Regions from separate parts of the Mus musculus genome. Here region 2 is linked to region 1. Evidence: chromatin contacts called from public Hi-C data. All regions are on one chromosome and are shown on one strand. Each heading gives the region's core, a stretch centred on a gene start, on an enhancer-like site or on the middle of the called end of the contact. The rest is flanking DNA. Distances are from core to core; before and after follow the strand shown. Region 1 overlaps Gm13481 (predicted gene 13481). Region 2 has its middle 30 kb from the start of Gm39809.

What was found. A called contact is a pair of places that touch in the nucleus more often than the background predicts.
Region 2: a Hi-C map of muscle stem cells shows a contact between it and region 1, with 1.9 times the contacts expected there. The contact joins two enhancer-like sites. A contact is called at or near these places in 4 of 484 Hi-C or Micro-C datasets (muscle stem cells, myocytes, nephron progenitors and 1 more).

What each region holds. Positions count from the first base shown.
Region 1 is chr2:48,315,519-48,323,085 of GRCm38.p6, forward strand. The region is part of intron 1 of Gm13481 (predicted gene 13481); the gene reads right to left. Among named protein-coding and RNA genes, the nearest start is that of Gm25338, 65 kb to the right of the region's middle. Within about 2 kb of position 3,098, at least 32 of the 459 cell types and tissues checked have an H3K27ac peak or open chromatin away from gene starts, as enhancers often do. A contact at or near this core is called in muscle stem cells, where this site is marked.
Region 2 is chr2:48,565,494-48,573,060 of GRCm38.p6, forward strand. No RefSeq gene overlaps it. Among named protein-coding and RNA genes, the nearest start is that of Gm39809, 30 kb to the left of the region's middle. Within about 2 kb of position 2,533, at least 30 of the 459 cell types and tissues checked have an H3K27ac peak or open chromatin away from gene starts, as enhancers often do. A contact at or near this core is called in muscle stem cells, where this site is marked.

The sequences.
Region 1 (7,567 bases), core at 1,848-4,347:
CTAGATAGGTCATGGGCCTAGGATTTAACCTACTACTATGCTAAAGGAATACAGAAAAAAAAAAGACATACTGCTACACCCATTGATCAGAGCACCACTCAACACACGTTAGAGAAACTTCTGCAGTCGATGACAACTAACCCAGACACCCACAACTGGAAAATTTACAGAGTATGAAAAACTTTAACATATTCAGTACTAATAAGATGTTTCCATCAAACGCCTCCCATCATGGTGCAAGATCTACTCAGAAGAGCAGGCAGAAACACTGTAATAACCAGTAGTGGTTTGTAGGGGGAGGTATTGCTTCCCTAATTGTTTTTTGTTTTTTTGTTTTTCATTTTACTTTTATTTATTTATTTATTTATTTATTTCCTTTATTATTTTTTTCTTTTTCCAATTTTTTATTAGGTATTTTCTTCATTTACATTTCAAATGCTATCCAGAAAGTCCCCTATACCCTCCCCCCACCCTGCTCCCCTACCCACCCACTCCCACTTCTTGGCCCTGGGCATATAAAGTTTGCAAGACCAAGGGGCCTCTCTTCCCAATGATGGTCGAGTAGGCCATCTTCTGCTACATATGCAGCTAGAGACACGAGCTCTGGGGGTACTGGTTAGTTCATATTGTTGTTCCACAGGACCCTGATATAGCTGTCTTTTATGAGGCTATGACAGTGCCTGGTAAACACAGAAGTGGATGCTCACAGTCAGCTATTGGATGGAACACAGGGCCCCCAATGGAGGAGCTAGAGAAAGTACCCAAGGAGCAGAAGGAGTCTGCAACCCTAATTGGTTCTTGATTGTGTCAATAAATGAGGCAGGAGCCAATCGCTGGGCAAAGGGGAAAAGATTCCTGGCCCCAGGAGGAAGAGAAGGGAGGGGGAGAGGGAGGAGACAGAGCAGGTGGTGGACTAGAGGGAGCGGCAGACATGTAGGTTGTAGCCTCCATTGAGTTATCTGGCTAATTTTAAAATATTAAGGCTGACTGGTGTCTTCCACCCACAGGGACTAAGGTGGGTGGGAGAAACAGCACAGCCTGGGGGGAGGGGGGTCGGTTGAGGGAGCTCCAGCAAGCATGTTTTCAAAATTACACACTACAGTGGTTTATGACTCTTCTAGGCACCACAAGACTTCTGTACAAAGGAACTCACAGTGATCTCGACAGCATGCACAAGAGCTGTACAGTTCCAAGCCGAATAGAGTCCCAGCCTTGAGAGCGGAAGTAAACACACAGGGCCCCGCCCTTAACCAAGCAACTATCTGTAATTGATACCTGTTGACAAACTGAAAGCCAGTTTTCTCCAGTGAAATGCCAGTGCGTATATCAACCTCACTCCAAGGCACCCAAGTGCAGTAGTAGCTGGCTAACAGAAAGGACTCGGATACTTTTGTGGACTTTATTTCGGGTGTTTTATTTGTTTGTTGATTTATTTACTTACTTATTTATTGTCTTTCCTATTGTCTTATTGATGCTTTGCTTGATTTTTGTTGTTTGGTTTTGTTTGTTTGGGGAAGGGGGGATTTTTTTTTTTTTTTGCTTGTGTTTTTGTGGGCTTCTTGGGCTTTTTCTTTTTATTGTAATTCAGCTTATTGAGTTTTGTTGTTGTTGTTGTTTGATTGGTTGTTTTGTTTTGTTTATTAAGACAGAAAAAGAACTTATTTTACAGTAAGTAGGAGAGTGGAGAGAATCTGAGAAGAATTGGGTTGGGGGAAACATGATCAAAACATATTGTATGAAATTTACCTTTCAACAAAAAAAAAATACAGTCTACTGTAAATACTTACACTCATCCCCACAATTTTAGATCTCATATAAATAAAATCATGAACATACACAAGGAACAAATGCCAATTCTTTCTCTTCCCTGTGTGTTTCTCATATTACTGAGGCTGAAGCAGAGTTCAAAAATATTCCTTCCTTATGAGGTCAGTGAATTCTGATCAGCCAGTTGTCTCTATAAATGCTTTCTCTTACACAAGTAGTTAATTCTGTAAGACAGCAAAAAACAGCTTTCAATCCATCATTCAGAGGGTAGGCGAAAGTCTTCCTTGGTGCTTTGAGAGATATAGAAGTCAAAGATTTTTTAACTGGGAAAAAAAAGCCTTTCTAATGTAAAATGACCATATTTGGGTCATTTCAGCATCAAGACACAGCAAACAACTGAAATTCCTGCTGCTAATAGTGGAGATAGTTTCAAGCAGCTCAGGCATACAGAAGGATCGATTTTTAGGGCAAATTATACTCGCTATGACCACAGACTGGGACCTCATGCATCCAGTTGATGGCTTCATTTACGTGGACACCAAGACCCCACCCCCAACCCCTGGATCAGCACTCTGACTTACACAGGGAAGAAAAAACGCTCCCAAGGCCCACTTGAAATTCTGATTAATAGGTTGCTCAGGTACCGAGCCAAGATTTGCAAACAGGCTGCTGCTGGCGGTGCTTTGTCCAGAACGGTGGCTCATGAGGGATGAATGGGGCACCCAGCGATAGAGCTAGGAACATCACTCAGGCAGCAACTTGCAATTCAGTCTCCAGTTTGTCTGTCTGCCCTCCATTTGGCACCACAGCCAGCAAGCACTCCAGCTGGGTAGCAGAACTCCAGCCAGCCCTCCTCACCTGAGCTGCCAAGTTTGGCAGTTGCCCGATATTTGCTACCCAGGCTCCCCTGTGAAGTAAAAGGAGAAGATACGCCATGCTTCTTAATGGTGGGGAAGCTGGAAGAGGGACGGGGCTGGTTGCCTTGTACCATCATCTTACATAAGAAGGTCAGTTAGTAAGGATAAAAAGAGAAACACTGTTTGCATGAGAAGATGATCTAGCAAGAATGAAGGATGTTCTGACTGGGATTTTTTTTTTTTTTTTGGCCATTTCTTCCCTCTGAAAAGCAAGCAAGGGCTTTAGCAATAGACAGCAACCAGCAACCGTAGCAGTGAAAAGCAGGGATACTCTGGCCTCCCACTTGCAGATCCAGCTGCTGCCTGACACTGCAGCACAAAGAACCTGGTTGAAAGGCAAAACGGTTTCAGGTTTTCCTGCTGTGGTCATTAGACATGTGAGCTGCTCTCAGAGGGTGTGTTGGGCCTGGGAAGCCAGGCACCTGTTGTCGGCAGAAACACAATACACTTATTGATTTGAGAGGGCTGCACAGAGTAACTAGAGAGGACACACAAAAAAATCCAAAGTAATAAATGGACCCATTACCCAATGACGTTGCAAAGGGGGCCTCAAAAGGAGAGCCATAGATCCAGCTTACTTATCTAAGGCAGTACAAAGCAGAAAGGATTGTTTATGGAGGTTGGAGGAAGGGCAGAGAGAGAGGAGCGAGAAAGGAAGTGCTGGTTAATAGAAATGGTGCTGTACTTCAGGCCATCTGAAAGAGCCCTTCTGATTTATCTTCTCCTGAAGCTGCAGCCGCAGCGATTGAAGTGACTATAATAGCCCAGGAGAAATGTTGGTGCTATTAGATGGGTGATTGATGGAAACGCTGCCAAAACAGCTAGGGAATTTGTCAATGTGTTTTTTTGAAGTTTGTAAATGATGACACTGGCAAAGTGTAAACAAACTCCGCTCAGCAGACACGTTGTGCGGGCCCCAAAACTGACACTCGTTTGCTGGATTGTTCCAATTAAGTATCATCAACTGGAGTGAGGCGCTCCCTTCTCTCAGGCCAGGGCAGCTGAGGCCTATGCAACATATACTCTTTGGTAAAGAAAGGTATCCAAGAAAGGGTGTTTTGTTTTGTTTTGTTTTTGTGTGTTTGTTTGTTTGTTTGTTTTTTAACTGATCCAAAGGAATGAGCTACCCAGTTGTTGCAGGGCACCTAGCAAAAGAAAGGCACTCGTTCTAGAGAGCTTTAGCATCTGAAGATTCAGAACCCCGTAGCACTGTGACCACTGTGTGAGTCACAAGACTTTTGTAAGGTCAAGGTGACAATTGCTGCCACTCTTGTTAGCTTGTTAACTGAAAATCTGATTTTTCTGTCAGATTCTCTTCCCAAAAATACTTCTTGGAGAAAGTTTCTATGTCCACAAATCATTTCTGATTGTCACTGGGTGACGACCAGCTGTTCATTGCGTTGAGCTTCTCTTCAATGTTGCTTTCTCCCACAGATTGTCTGGGTGAATTGTGATCCAGGCAGTGTGCCCATGTGAAGGTCCAGAAATGAAGAAGATCCAGAGAAGCTCTGGACTCTTCCAACTGATAATCACTCAACAGATACTGACATTACATAAATGGAAAAAAAAAAACTATTTCTTGTCTGTCTTAGCTACTAATGCTGTGATCAGACTCCATGACCAAAAGCAAGTTGGAGAAGAAAGAGTTTATTGGGCTTTAAAATAAATAAATAAATAAATAAATAAATAGAAAAGGCCACACTGTAGTCAATCTCTGAAGGAAGCCAGCACAGAAACTCAAACAGGGTGAGAACCTGGAGGCAGGAAGTGATATAGATGCTATGGAGGGTGTCGATTAGTGGCTTGCTCAACCTGCTTTCTTATATAACCCAGGATCACCAGCCCAAGGGTAGCCCCACCCACAATGGGCTGGGCCCTCCCACATCAATCACTAATTAGGAAAATATGGAGTTCTTTCCTCATTCTAGGTTTCACCCTCTTAGATGCCTATAGCTTTTGTCACATTGACATAAATCTAGCCAGCACACTAGCCAATCACTGTTGTGATGAGAACTGTGAGCAAGGACATGTGAACGATACGGGAGGCTTTTAAGATGAGAACTGGATAAATGCTCTGTGGGTAAAGGAAGAATTCCTTATATTTTAGTAGCATTCTAAAGCACATGTAGGAGTCAGGAGAGGGCACAGGAGAGGGCAAGAAAAGTTCCATACAAATGGGATACAAAGCTAGAGGTCCCAGAAGCATGGAAGGGCAATGTCCTCAAACCACTGAACCACAAAAAGGATAAAGTCATGAAGAACTATTAGATCATGTTAAGGACTTTAGCCTGCAATCTGTGTTTATATGAAAGGCCATTGGAAGATCTTGGGAAGAAGAATTACACATTTAAGTTATATTAAAAGATCATACTGGCTCAACAAGGCATGCCTCAAAAGCACGAAGCATGCATGTATATTAGTAATAAGGGCATTACTGCAGTGTTTCAGGTTATGGCTCATGATGGCTTAGACTAAGAATATAGCTACAGTAGTGAAAATAAATCAATAGACTGAAAGGCATTGGAGACGTAAAAAAAAAAAAAAAAAAAAAACCTGCTAACTGAGAGAATGTAGTGAGAAGGTAGGGGTGTCCCTCCCTGTTGTCGACCGTTCACCTGTGGTATGGATAGTGGTAATATCTTTTTTTTAAATACAGGTAAATGTCTATGGGGGCAGAAACAGGTCAAATAACAGGTTTATAATATCCGGTTGCTGGGAAGATAGCCCACTGGGTAAAACAGTTACCACACAAGTGTGGGATCTGAGCTCATAACCCAGGACCCGAACAATACTGTATCTCAGTAACCGATGTCTGTAACTCCAGGGCTGCTAAAGCAAAATGGGAGGAGGAGACAAGAGACTCTTGGAAGCTTTGGAACCAATACCCTAGCATGTACAGCACTGAACAACAAGAGACCTTCTCTCAAACAAGGCACTTTCACACATGAAGTGGGGAGTGTACACGCCTGTGTACATGCACAAACACACACTTACGTACATGTATGTACATACACTCATGCACACATACATGCATACACACACACCTCAGTATAATACTGTGCATGAACGTGTATACTCATGCACACACACACACACACACACACACAGAAAGAGAATAAAAGATAAAAGCCAAAATAAGGCAATGTAGATTTGTGAACAAAAGCCTAGGCAATTGTAAACTTCTATCCCCAGTAATCTGTCTTTTACTTTCTTTAAAATATCAGAGTCCTAAGGCAAGACAGAAAGGAAATCTGATACCCTGCAAAAATTCAAAACGGAAAATGCCATGCCAACTCTAATCATGATTTCAGAAGAAACAAACAAACAAACAAAAACAAAAACAAAAACAAAAACAAAACAAGAAAGCTCTAATATGAAGGAACCCTAGGAAGGCAGAGCGTAACAGATCTCAGTCACCATGAGGGATCAAAATCTCCCTTCAGGGTGTTCCCAGGAGCAGGTGTGGAGATAGGGCTGTGACCTCAGAAAAAACAAGCATGCCACGGGAGGCCATTGCCCAAGACAATGTTCCCACTCTTCTAGTCAGCAAATGGTGAACCGGTCTTAATTTTGTTCCTGTTATATTTTTAAAATATGACTCTGCAAGAAGAAATAACCTGAAATAAGTTGTATGTTTTCTGACAAGCTAAGTCAAAATGTTTTCCTGTTTTCTTACAAGAAATTTCACAATGAGAATTTTTAATTTAGAAAAAATATTTTTTTCATACAAATTTGAGAACAATTTGCCTCATTCTCCTTAGTTACTGCATCTAGCTCAAATCCTCTTCCCCACAAGGCTACTTAATTCCCAAGAGCACATTCCACAGCCCTGGTCTCCTGTGGTCACAGCCTGATTCTGGGCCTGAACCACGACATTCCCATTACACAAGGGATACAACAAGGAAGACAGGGCTGTCAAGATATTTTTATTCTCTGACACCTCAGAGGCAGAGCTGCTTTGCAAAGGGACAGCCAGACACATTTCCCACAAGGCACTGACTGGTGCTGAAAGTAACTTAACTTTCTCTGTCAAAGACTCTTCCTGCAGAAATGCAAAAGGAAAATGTGTACCATTGAAACAAACTGAAAGCTCGTCAGTATGATTGGCAAGCTGACTTCTCAGAAGAAGAAATAATTATTGCCTGATAATGGCAGCTTATATCAGACATGTGAATTTTCAGGCCACCATTTGTGTTATTGTAGGCTGCCTGACATCACAGGAAGTCTTTTGTGGCTTATGAGGCAGAACAGTGAAACAGTTTTGGCCTCATCCTTTGATGATGGCAGCCTCGGTGACAGTAGTGTAGACAACCATCGCCCACACGTCTGTCCCTGCTTGTTCTAACCACCAGACAAAGCAAATTAAAAAGCACGCACCTGGTGGGCCTGTAGTCATGGCATTCACCATTTTTAACTTAATAATTTTCCAAGGCAGATTAATAATCATTGTTAACACAATCTATTTCAGCCAAAGAACTATGAGTTGGGTTCTCATTTTACTGGCCTCTAAAACAAAACAGAAAAAGTGAAGAACACAGAGGTGGATGCTCACAGTCAGCTATTGGATGGATCACGGGGCCCCCAGTGGAGGAGCTAGAGAAAGTAACCAAGGAGCTGAAGGGGTCTGCAACCCTAGGTGGAACAACAGTGTGAACTAACCAGTAGCCCCCCAGAGCTTGTGTCTCTAGCTGCATATGTATCAGAAGATGGCCTAGTCAGCCATCAGTGGAAAGAGAGGCCCATTGGTCGTGCAAACTTTATATGCCTCAGTACAGGGGAACACCAGGGCCAAGAAGTGGGAATGGGTGGGTGGAGGAGTGGGTGGGAGAGCATGTGGGGGACTTTTGGGATAGCATTGGAAATGTAAATGAAATAAATACCTA
Region 2 (7,567 bases), core at 1,283-3,782, 250 kb after region 1:
TGCTTTCTACGGTGCTTGCTGACATTCCTATGGCATTTTCTTACTCCTTTTCTGTAGGTAGTAAATTCATTCTAAAATAAGCATAACTCTTTAAGCCACACCCCTTTTTAATTACTGGCTATCTGTTTTTTCTCCCCAACTAAATTGTAAGTTATGGGGAAGGCAGAATGTACACCATTCTTGTGAAGGCAGTAAGCACACTGAGGGAATTGTTATAAGTACTTGTTCATTAACCAAAAGTAAATAAGAAATGTGTTTCAAGGAGGAAGCTAAATACATTAACTTCTTTGCATAACACTCTTACTTTTTTTGAGTTCTGTTTCAAAAAATAAACAAGTACATAAAACTTACCAGAGGGAATTGGTGTGCCAAGTTTGGGAAGTAGTTCCTAAGAATGAGCAACGGATTTAGAAGCTCTCTCTGTCTCTGTCTCTGTCTCTGTCTCTGTCTCTGTCTCTGTCTGTCTGTCTGTCTGTCTGTCTCTCTCTCTCTCTCTCTCTCTCTCTCTCTCTCTCTGTGTGTGTGTGTGTGTGTTGGTAAGTGTGCACATGAAGATCTAAGAAGCACATAAGGTGTCCTGTTCTATCTCCCTCTGTCTTATCCCTTGAGGCATGGTCTCTTAATGAGCCTGGAACTCACTGCTTTTGCTTAGTCTAGATAAGCATCAAACTCCAGTGACCCTCTTGTTCTAATGCTTTGATTCAATCGGGGATCTGCAAGGCCAAATGCTAAAGGTCCTTGTTCCCAACTGGTTTTTGATTGATCAATAAAGATGCCAACGGTCAATGGCTGGGCACAGAGCAGGACCCTTAGAGTTGTATGGGCGTGGACACAGAGAGAAATGAAAGAGTTTCGCTGCGACTTGTGGGTAGAAGGATGGGACATGGGAGCAGCAGGAAATATCACCAACCAGCCATGTGAGACTTCAGGAAAAGTGGTCACTGGCCATTTCCCTGATTAGGCCTGGGGTAGCAGGGGAAGGTTTAGGAGTTCTCAGCCTTTGTGGTAGCCAAGGCATTTAAAAAAAGCTGGGTGTGTGTCTTTCATTCGTGGATTCAAAGATAGCTTCTGGTCGGGTGTGCGCGTGCAAAGCACCAGGAACACAAAGTGTTGTAGCAAAAACTCCCGCTACCCTCCTGTCTCTGCCCATCCCCATGTCTACAGAGTCATAGGAAAATGTGCCAGCTTTTTCTGGAACCTGAGATTCAAACTCTGGTATTCATGTTTTTACAGCAAGAGGACTGACCTACTGAGTCACATCTCTGGTCCTTGGAAGGCTGTTTCGAGTAGGTGTGATGGGATCAACCTCCCCTGAGAGTTCCATCAAGTCAGTCACCGTGACTCATGTTTTCATTGATGCTGAGCCTTGCTCAGTGACAACTAAGAAGAATACCTGCTTGGGGGTCTTGAAATCAAAGCCTAGGAAATAACAATAATCCAATTGACCTCTCCTTTCTTCTGCTGCTGCCAAATTTAGACCTCAAACCAGTGCAATTTCCTACTGTCTTTAGCGCATTTTCAAACATTTGTACAACATAACCTTCGTCTCCAAATCGTATTTCTGCCAAATGGATATTATTAATTATGACTGTCAATAACAGATAAATGGATGGTAAACCAAATGTCCAATAACAGAGGTATGTTGATGAAATTTTATTATAGTACAATAGAAATTATTTATGAAGGATTTTAATAATGTGTTATATTAATGCTATATTAAGTATAACAACTGAAAACAGGTTCTATATGCAGTGTGATTATCACATGTGTGCGCACACACACACACACAACCACAGAAATAGAAATGGACTCCACCCGATGAAAATAAAAACCACGATTACAGTTATGAGTGAAAGGAAAACCATTGAAACCATGGAAATTTATATTCATAAATGTATAATGAGAATTTACAACAGATATACACTCTAAAACTCACCATTTCCCTATGTTAAATAAAAAAGGAATTTTAAAAACACAAGTCTGATCATATAAACTCTAACCCTGTCTCATCAGCCTTAAGTGCCCTGCTCTACAGCAAAGCCAATTCTCCTCTACTAAACCAGCTTCCAAGGGGCTAGGAGTGTGGCTCAGTGGTAGGGCTCCTGCCTAACATCCCCAGAGATTCTGGGTTTGCTCCTCAAGCATTGAGGGAGAGAACTTTTTCTCCAAGCTGCTGCCTCTCCTCTTGCATCCTTCCCTCTTCTCTACTGCAGATGGTACCTTGCATTCTGGGATGTTACTCCCAACCGCTCCAGCCTCCAAACTTTTGCTCAGACTGTTGCTTCTTCCAGCATTAGAAGAAGGCCAGATGGCAACTACCCGGTAATGCTCAAAAATAAAAGGAAATGGGGCAAACTGTGTTTACTAGGACTCCTTTCAGAAACAGCACTGTAGGTGCTGGGGAGGAATAATTTAATAAAGCCACTTAGTAGTGGGGAGGAGTGCCAGGGATTCGTGTGAATACCACAGCTAGACTGTCTTCAAGGAGCACAGCAGGCTCAGGTAACTACAGAGCTTTTTATCCTGCTAAATAGGGCATGCAAGCTTGGGGCCAGAACTGCGTGACTCACTCAGGGCAATAGGGGATTATGTGGAGCTTACTCTCACCAGTAAACAAACGTTGAACAAATATTTAAGAGCGTCGTAAACCTGGTCAGTTGCATACCTTTGTCCTGTAGCCTCTGCTATAAGTCTCTCAAACATTATTGTTGCCTCTGCTCATAATAGACCACTGAGCATCTTCCTTTGACGACTCTTGGCTCTGGATCAACACAGCACATCGTGGTTATTCAGTCTAGTTACCCATTTGTACATTTTCTCTTTCACTTGAGGACAAGTTTTGTTTTTAACTGCACCTAGTCTGATACTCAACACACATTAAGTAAGTGAATAATTGAACTAATTAGAAAATAGGAAGCCCAGCTTAGTGTTAAGCCAAAGTGAGTAACTTAGAATAACCAAAGATCCTTCTGATAAATTACAAAGTGACTTTGGGGGGGGGGGGCTGTCCTGGCATGGAGCATTGAGAAAAGGACAGAAACTTAGAGACAACCCCACTTTGGCATGGATATAACCTAGATAAATCAACCCCAAAGTATCTAGGGCCTTCCTCTGAGCTCAGCTCAGTGTCACTTTCTGACAGCTGGCTATACGCACAGTCCCGTCCCTTTCCTGAGAAAATGTCAGTGAAATGTTAATAATTTGAAGTTCTGTGGGGACCCCCTAAGCAACTTCACACAGATAAGCTGCTTCTTCTGCCTGATGCCGAACTGGGGTTTTAGGGCAGAGGTGGGAGTTGAACAAACTCAGAATAGTGTGCTATAAATAGAAGAAGACTGCCTCACGCCCTCTAGTAACAATAACCAACCCTGAGCTATTTAGCCATCACCTGCTATATTTCACACTGCTCATATTTCCCAACTCATTTGCAAGAGTCAGGCCTCTGTCATGAGTCACTCTCCACCATTAGCTCAATCCATTCTTCCCGCATTAACCTCCAAATTCATCAGAAAAACACAAGTTCCAGAGAAAGCCATTTGGCAAGCAGGGAAATCAGATCGTCTTGCTTTTCCAGCCTCTGGGATGTATCTACCCAACTGGACATTCCCTGTCTAGGGCCATGTCAGTGCCTTGCTCAGTCTCTCTGCAGCAACTAGAGAACTCCCTCCTTTTACCACCAACAAGGCCCATGTAGGTCCCTTCCTATACCTCCTTTGGCCATAATTTCATGGGTTTGAGCACTGGCTAGCCATGAAGACTAGAACTTTCTTCTGTTTGTTTCAATCATCTCTTCTCTGCTCTATACCAAATATGTCATATGACATTTGCTTATAATACTAAGAAACATAGGTACGGTGTCATCTATTTTTTCTTGTAACTCTCCTACTAAAAATCCTGTTTTGAGCAATTTAAAACAGACCCAATTTAAAAATAAAAATAAAAACTCAGAAATGATGGTTGTTAGGCATTAAGTTTCATGTTTCCTTTTAGCTAATAATTCATACTTTTTAAGTCTGTTTTTTTTATATACTTTTTATTAGGTATTTTCCTCATTTACATTTCCAATGCTATCCCAAAAGTTCCCCATACCCTCCCTCCCACTCCCCTACCCATCGACTCCCACATTTTGGCCCTGCCGTTCCCCTGTACTGGGGCATATAAAGTTTGCAAGTCCAATGGGCCTCTCTTTCCACTGATGGCAGGCTAGGCCATCTTTTGATTCATATGCAGCTAGAGTCAAGAGCTCCGGGTTACTGGTTAATTCATAATGTTGTTCTACCTATAGGGTTGCAGATCCCTTTAGCTCCTTGGGTACTTTCTCTAGCTCCTCCATTGGGGGCCCTGTGATCCATCCAATAGCTGACTGTGAGCATCCACTTATGTGTTTGCTAGGCCCCTAAGTCTGTTCTAATGGATCATTCTAACTTCCATGGTGCTGGGGAAATCATCCAAATGACATTCTCTTAAGAGGTTAATAATCTGTATTTTCAGCCTTGCTGAAGTGTAGATTCTGTTAGACAAAAATCTTGCTTCTTCAAGGTCCAATCTCTGTTGGACCTGGTTATGAATTGGGGTGTTTAGAGCTCCACATAGAACCCTATAGCCATCTGTTAGTCCTCCCCCCAACCCCCCAGTAAAACACTGTTGGATCTGGAGTGAATCATAGTCCAGTCAGTCCTTTGGCTAAATTCACAGGGTTTCCCAGAGGCTACCCAAAAGAAATTTGCATATTCCCATTCTATCTTTGAGCACAGTGAGCAAGAGGATGCATTCTGCCTCCTGACTTATTGCATCCTCTTTTGAACAATTGCAATAGCTATTTTTTTTAATTGTTATATCCTTAACAAGTACTAGTGAAGCAGACACCAAGATCTGCGACTTAGAACTTACAGCCCTGGCATTTTGTCATTCTCACTTCATAAAAGAAATTAAATATTACAGATAAAGCTGAAGTCCCTCCTGTTGTATAGACACTCACTTTATCCAAAGAAAAGCTCATGAAAGCATTTTTCCCCTCAAAATTCTCTATATCTAGTTTGAATAATAATTTTCTCATATCTGGTTATGTGTGTACCTAGAATTAAATTTCAGGCAGTTCAACCATACCTCACATGTTTTGTGAATTATCTTTCAAATTTTCCATAAATGATATTGTACCATGCACACTAAAATTTTCATTTCACTCAATACCATGCTTTTAATGGTCAACACACATTTAAGTAACTGTTGTTTCTTTAACAGTTATATGAGATTCTGTTCTGTGAAAGGTGTTGTCTTTGTTAAGGTTTCAGTTGTTGAGAAGAGACACCATGACCAAGGCAACTCTTATAAAGGACAACATTTAATTGGGGCTGGCTTATAGGTTCAGAGGTTCAGTCCATTATCTCAAGGCGAGAGCATGGCAGCATCCAGGCAGGCCTGGCACTAGAGGAGCTGAGAGTTCTATGCCTTGATGTGACTGCATCCAGAGGAAGACTGGCTCTTTCATACTGGGCAGAGCTTCAAAGCTCACCCCCACAGTGATACACTTCCCCGAACAAGGCCACACTTCCTAATAGTGTCACTTCCCATGGATCAAGCATATTCAAACCACTACAGGTGTCATGTTCTAATTATCTACCATCCAGGGTTTAGTTTGTTTTGCGATTACAAAGTAGTCAAGCAATGGGCATCCTTGTCTATTCAACTTAGAGCACTCATTCTGAGGAACTGAGAAGATGGGCAATTACTGAGCTATGAAATGCATCCTCAATAAAGTTAGAAGGTACCAATTAGCTGGTACCAGCAAGGACACCGGAAGTTCTACTAACAGTAAATGAGAGCTCTGTTTTGCACCCACTCTAAACAATCAAGACACTCTGATTTCTGAACTTTCTCACTGTAAGGGACAAACACTATTAATATAATTATACCATGAGAGCTATGTCAGGTATAGTTTACAGGCATTACTTCTTCCCCTTCCACCAAAATCTGTTACTCTGCCCATCTACTGCCCTAACCTTTGTCCTCTGGTTCTCTTTTGGTCTTTAAAGTTTATTGGGTACTCTAGAAAGCTTATGTGTATGTGAGACTTGTCTATTAATATTTACTACATTGAAAATTTTAATTAAGAAACATTTAAATATTTATTATGTAAAAATAATAAGCTGCATATGCATTAACATAACTAAAATATTTCATTAGAAATGACAAAATAAAAATGCAAAAGAAGGCCGGCATCATTTTGCATCTTTGCAAATTACATAGATGTCTGACTTCATGAGAAACAGTTGGATTCTCATACCTGTTTCTGCATCCAATCTGTTGCGATACATTCTGAAGTATGTGAAGAAAATCTAGCCTCCCATAGATTTTTGTCCTTGGGAAAGAAAAGAGAATTTTAATAGCTTTTGCAAACTACTGGAAATTATTTGACACTATCAAACTCAGCAAGCAGCAGTATCTTAAAGGCTAGCTGCAATATAGAATCAGAATTCACGTCAACACAAAATCTATCTGCTGTTGCATTAAAGTCTATTGATCTGTTTTACACCGTCATGGATCTTTGACTCATAAATGATTTTGAGGAAGCTCTGACAGGCAACTTAGAGAGTATTTATTCATTTGCTGGGGTTATAAGACCTTTTAGGTATTGGCAGAACAAGCCTTATATAATACCAGAAAGTTACGTTCATAGTATGAGAGTCCTTATGACCTGGGAAGTTGTTAAAATCATGGTGGCAAATACAGGGTTTCCAAAGTTGGATTCCTTACCTAAGGAAGTGAATGTTATCATTGGTGACAAATGTTCTCTCTTCTGCAGCGACAGGTTCATTTTCTTGTTAATTTTTGAGAAAATGTCTACCAAATACTTAAAATTGTATAACCATAGTCTGTCAGTCACTCAATTTAAAATGCATTCTTATAAAAAAAAAAGAAGCAACTTGCAATTCAAACAACTACACAACTTTCTCCAATTCAAGCTGGTCTTCCTCTGAGCAGCCACACTTGAGCTGCAGCAGGAACAATCTAAGAATCCTTCTTCTGTTATCACATAGCTTGGAAAATTTATAAAATTAATAACTTTGTCAGGACACTGTTTATTTACTGAAAGTATAGAAGCATGCATTTGACTCTCATTGGTTAAATAATCCATTTGTAGGAAGGAAACTGAGTAATACACTCTGTGCCTACTTTGTATATTAGTTTAATATCACTGGTGTTCATGATACCAGAAACTTAGTGTCTTAAAACAAAATAAGTTAATTACCTCAAAATACCAGACATCAGAAATCCAAGATAATGTTTTTCTGGTTTAAACTTGAGATGTTAAGGGTTAGGGGAGAATTCACTACCTTGACATTCCTGGCTTCTAAACAGTACCCACTTTCCTGGGCATGTACTCCCTTCTTCCTCTCTCAAAGCCAGCAGTAGAGGGTAAGTCCCTTCGCAACACTTGCTCCAGTGACCTTCTCTTTGGAGTTTGTGGACCCTCATGATTGCACTGGGCTCACACACACAAAGCAGGGAAGTCCTTTTCTAAAGTTGGCAAATCAGCACCCTGAATGTGTCTGCAGCGTCATGCCTC